2 separate regions of the Gossypium hirsutum genome follow, and region 1 is linked to region 2. Evidence: chromatin contacts called from public Hi-C data. All regions are on one chromosome and are shown on one strand. Each heading gives the region's core, a stretch centred on a gene start, on an enhancer-like site or on the middle of the called end of the contact. The rest is flanking DNA. Distances are from core to core; before and after follow the strand shown. Region 1 has its middle 29 kb from the start of LOC107960005. Region 2 holds the start of LOC107960004 (protein yippee-like).

Evidence for each region. A called contact is a pair of places that touch in the nucleus more often than the background predicts.
Region 1: a Hi-C map of hypocotyl shows a contact between it and region 2, with 4 times the contacts expected there. The contact joins the enhancer-like site here to the promoter of LOC107960004 in region 2. A contact is called at or near these places in 18 of 34 Hi-C or Micro-C datasets (anther, callus, cotyledon and 5 more).

What each region holds. Positions count from the first base shown.
Region 1 is chrA05:78,918,194-78,921,167 of Gossypium_hirsutum_v2.1, forward strand. No RefSeq gene overlaps it. Among protein-coding and RNA genes, the nearest start is that of LOC107960005, 29 kb to the left of the region's middle. Within about 2 kb of position 1,613, at least 1 of the 9 cell types and tissues checked has an H3K27ac peak or open chromatin away from gene starts, as enhancers often do.
Region 2 is chrA05:78,883,662-78,886,598 of Gossypium_hirsutum_v2.1, forward strand. It overlaps LOC107960004 (protein yippee-like), which reads right to left and starts at 1,549. Exons shown (of 6, transcript XM_016896199.2): 1 at 1,393-1,549; 2 at 1,005-1,130. The coding sequence starts at 1,100.

The DNA of each region.
Region 1 (2,974 bases), core at 363-2,862, 35 kb after region 2:
GGTCTAGTTAATACAATGTTCAAATTATTTTTAATTAATATAAATATAAATATTAAATTATAAAGTGTGCATAATAAAATTAAATATATAAAAATATCAAAAATAAAATTTTAATGAGTGATAAAATAAAGGTGTTACTGATATAATTGGTGTGAGTTTAAGTATCACCATATACATATTGTTTTTGGTTTTTTAAAAGTGAAAAGACTAAAATACCATCGAATAATATAATTTTTTTAATTATGGAAGAGCATTTTCATAAATTTCTAACCTGATTGATGAGCTAATTGAAGGTAACACCAACTCAATTAAGAGTTTTATTAATAGTATTGATATTTTTTTAAGAGACCTAATTTTTTTATAAAAATCAATTATCTCTATATAAAGACAAAATATCCCAAAAAAACACAAAATTTCAAAAATTAGCCCTTTAAAAAACAGAGTCGGAGATAGGTTTGCTTCGTATGGACATTTCACTATTTGTATATAATAAGTATTTTATTTTAATTTTATTAATTATTATCTATAAAAAGAAGGATTCATTTACACAGGTATAAAATAAAATAGTTTTACTTTACACGCGATCATATATCTTTTTATGATTAATATTTTAACAATTCAACCGTCATATTTTGCATTTCAATTATATACGTCATACATATAAAATTTTATGTAAATTAAGAATTTTTAGTATTTTTTATAATATATAAAAGAGATATTAAATTATTCAAAACTTTACATGCATAATAATAATATAATTATATTGATAAATTTTATAATTAAATTATTAAAATATTATTTTTATAAAGAGATATAAAAAGATTTAAAACTACTTATACAAATAAATATTTTGTAATAATAATCTTTTAATTACCCATCATACAAGTCGCTTCATTTAAAATTTTTTTAAGGATGTAGTTTGGTGGAACTATTAATCCGAAGGGGCAATGACCCGATTCATACAATCAATATACAAGATGAATTGATATATTTGTTTTTATTGGAGAGAGAGTATGTTCCTTAACGTACAAGTAGTCAAATAATTTGCCTATAAAATCAAAATCATGTGAATCTTACGAGTTTTATTTTGATTTCAAATAATTTTTTTTTTAATTCAGTGACTTAGTTTATTTTTAAAAATATTAATTTGTATTCGATCACACAAAAACAATTATTTTGGTAAGTAAATTTGGATCACCCAAAACGAATTGTATATAAATTATTGAAGCATTATTGTTGAAGGTTGGTCTAGAAAATACTACAAAAAGAAATTGTGATTCCTTTGTGTTTCCTTGGGAATGAAGTGTCAGCACAGGATAATTGATGAGGAAGATGCACATGTCTTTCACACGTACACAATTGGGTCAATTTTTGAATACGATAGTATTTGGCTTCATATAAATCTTCTTTTTCCAGATTCAAGTGGGGATCGTTGCATGATTGTTTGGCAATCTATGTTCTTTCTATTTGCAATTTCTTTATCAATCATATCCTTAGGATATTCTAGATTTGATTTTAATTTCCATAATCATCCTACAGTCTATTTCTTTTTTCACTTTTTTTAAGGACAAGAGGAAATATTTTGAGAGAATCAAAGTACATAAAGGAGAGTAGATAAATTAAACTTCAGCTAGTAGGTTTATCTCATACACTCGTCCTATGTGACTCTCCTTTGGAAGATAAAACAAAAGTATCTTCAAAAAGAAGGGGAATTTATAACACGACGTAAAAGATAAAGCCATTGCATTAAATGATGAACCACCTTATTCGCATCCTTTAAAAAAGGTTTACAAATGAAGGAAATCTTCAACTAACAAATTAAACACCAACCTCCTCCACCGCACAGCCGAGTGAACTATCAAATCCTCGAAGACATATGCTGAAAAGACTGCACTATTCTTAAAGAAATCAAAGGAAAACAGAACAACAATAGAAACTGGAATATAAAAAACAGAGAAGGTAAACTCAATTTGCTATTCTTTCAATTCATGAAATTTGGAAAAGTAAACTTGTTTTCATTCCTACAAACGTACCCTATATACACATGGCTTCTACTGTTAACCACTGAATTATAACAATATACCTACTAAACAGTTTTAACCTCTACAACTACTATTTTGTTTGTAACTCCCTAAACTACTAATTGATTTTAACAAATTCTTCAACTATAAACTTTGTTAATTATGATATTTTAATATTCACCTATCTACTCCACTTTCGAGACCCGCAAAAGTTGTCGAAGTTTACAAAAATATGAAACTGATAATGGTTTAGTAAGGATGTTCGCCACTTGGTCACAAGAGGGTACTTTGCCGACGATAAGAGATCAATCGCCAACCTTCTCACAAACAAAAAATAGATCAAGATCTACATGTTTAAACTTTGAATAATCGCTCCGAAATTGCTTAATGTCTTTCCCAAATTGAGTTTTTACCATATTCTGAAATTGACTAAAACACTCAACAGCTTGAGATTTGAGTTGAATAAGAAATATCCATGTAAACTTACTGAAAACATCAACAAATGAGATATAATACCAACTATTACCACAGTTAACTACTGTTGGTCCCCATAAATCTAACACAACCAATTCAAATGGAACAATATATACTGTAGTTGAACTCAAAAATGGCAACTTGTGAGACTTTCCCTTTTGACAAGCAAAACATACATGATCAAATTTATTTTTATTCGCAACAATATTACATGTCTTTAAAACTGAGCTAACAACACAAGCTGAAGGATGTCCTAGACGACGATGCCAAACTTCAAATATTTCATCACTCAAAGAATCCAACACTAAGATGATATTATGTGTGCACGGAGTCATATGAGCAGCATTTTTGATTACCGGTGAGAACCTATAAAGCCCATCATGAGTGTGGCCCGGCAATAAAACGTCCTGAGAATCACACAGTGAAACAGGTGAAACTATAAAAAAAACATTATTCTCTCGAGCAAATTGTGAGGCGGA
Region 2 (2,937 bases), core at 299-2,798:
TAAATATACAACTGTCCAATTGTCATCTCAAAACTAAAGGTAAATTAATTAGAACTTTAGCAGTTAAGCAGATCTCCATATTTTCTTCCACTAAGCCGCTCTCAAGTCTCTTAAGTATATGCATCTTAACATTCAAGTCATGGACTTCAGTGCATAAGAGGCTTCACCATGTCTTTAAAGTGGCATATCTCAAACTCGATTGTTAGTATAAAGTGTCAATTGTAACAGAAGGAAGCTCATCATTTTAGATCATATTATAGATGTAAATTAAGTGAGAGACAAAGATCAGAGTTCATGTTTTTGTAGTAAAAAGAAACACCTGGAAACTCTGCATACTCTGCATCTTTTGGAGGATAAAATCCTCGAATAAGGGGAAAGAACTCAAACAGCTGATCCAACTACTTTGGGGCCAAGACTCGGGCTTTTTATGTTAACTAGGAGATCTCCAGAACAGGTCCTTTCAAATATAATTTATATACGTACATATATATTATACTATATAAATATATATGTTTAACATCATATTTGTCCCAAAGGCCAACAATTTGCCATCACCATAAAGTGCCAAGCCCTTCCAAAGACCCCAAACAAGCTTCCATGCTTAAAAAGAGACAACAATAACACATATATCCTCCCAGCATCCATTTTATCCTTGATATGTTAACATCTATGCTTAAAAAGAAAAATTGAACTTACACTAAGAAAGTAAATGATTCCTGCAAGACCAACATGGATTATCAAAATTCCTAGTTTTTCAATCTAATCAATCATGGAGTCCCATCAATTATAAAGTTCATCAAAAAAGAATTTTTTGTATTAAACACTACTCCAAGTAATAAATGCTATGAAATTAGATATACCCAAATCATAATCAAAATCATCATTACATAAACTTGGTAAAATCAAGCAAATTAAAAACACCCAGATGAAAATTTCACAAGCATAACAGACAAAGAGTCAAAAGGAATCAAATTTTAAGAAAAATATATATAAAAAAGAACAACCTTGGAAAGAATATCATCAACAAGAGCAAGATGGATTTTGCAGTGCTTGCAGCTATAAACTTTCCCTTCAAGGTTCACCACAAATAACCTCCCCATCTATCCACCACCTACCAGATCTTTCCAAAACTAAGAAAAGAAATAAAAAAGAAATAATGTATTTTTGGATATGAAAAAGGGAAAAATGAAAACTTTGAATACCAAGACCTGATTTTAATCACAAAAAAAAAAGAAACAACAGATTGATTATTGATGAAAAGAGTAGTAAGAATTGAAGGAAATAAATGGATTGCATGTGAAATAAAAGAAAAAGGAAATTATAATTGCACAGAAAAGATAAAACTTTGGACTTTGGGAATGTTGAATTTTCTTTTCTTTTTTATTGCCTTACCTGACTTGGCTTCTCTCACTTTGTCTACGGTTTTGAGAAAGCTTTCATGTGTTCAATTAGTTCATTTAGCCATAAATGTGGACCAAAGAAGCTTATCACTTTTAACCCTTCAAATTTCTTTCCGAACACTTTAAAAATATTTGAAATTTCATATGCACTGGAAATCACATATTTAAAATATAAAAATATACGAACTCTAAATATAAAATAGACTTAAAAAATATTTAAAAGATAATAAATAATGAAATGAAACTAATAATAATAGCATATATACAATATGTACGAAATTAAAATAAAAATTAATTTAAATGATGAGTAAATTAAAATTTAAATATGTAAACACATCAAATTAAGAATATTAAATGTATTCCAATTATTTACAATGATATTATCATTTTTCCTGAGTTGGTGTTAAGTTGGCTTGTGATATTAACTCAATCTATAACATTATCAATATATACAAACAATGTGGATGAAAATGATTTGTGTAATAACATTGAAATATACAAAATAATAATAATAACAATAAGCCAATAAAAAATAGTTGAAGTGGTAAAGAACAAATTTATAAATGTTGGTTACATTCGTCTAAATCTCACAATATGTAAAATTTCATTAAAAATATAACAAGACAAAAATAAGCTCATAATAATATAATTTATTTATAAATAAAAATATTTTTTTGTAATTTTCTTAATTGAGCTAGTGATCGGTTAAGCTGTGATACTAACTCGATCAATTATTTAAATATTAGCATAGATACTAGTATAATGGCAAGTGCAAGTATAAATTATAATAATATATATTCAATGAATTAAAATTATAATAAACTCAATACAAAACATAATTATATTTTTTAATGAATTTACGAGTACAATTATTTGTATTAGATTTTATCACATCCATGATGTGGGAGAACAAAAATATTTTATAGTAAAAAAATATATCAAAAAATGATTACTAGTGGAGTGGTACGGTTTTTTCTATACATTTGTTAGTCATGTGTTTTAATCTCAAATAATTTTTTTCGGTTGTTTTATTTTAAGATTATATAAAAGTATGAAAATACACTTATAATAATATCAATTACCCTTTAAAGCAAGGACATTTTAATAATTTCACAACTAAATTGATGTGGAGTTGACTCGTAACACTAATTTAGTTAATCACTTTTCAGATAATTATAAGTACAAATATAAATTATAAATATTAGATATCTAATTAACTAAAATTATTATACAAAGTATTACTAATTAAAAATAGAATATATCATATCTAGAGTTAAAATAAAAATCAATACAAAGCAAAATAAATTTTTTTTATTTTTTATTCTTTTAAAAGTGTTTATGAGTATAAATATAATTATAAGTACAAATATAAATCATAAATAATACATATCACAAGTACAAATATAATCATAACCAATACTTATTCGATCAATTGAAATTAAAATAAATTCAATACAATAAAACGAATTAGGGGTCATACATGGTGAAACTTAAAATTAAAATATCTTAAGGAGAACTTATACATGGCATTTTACCT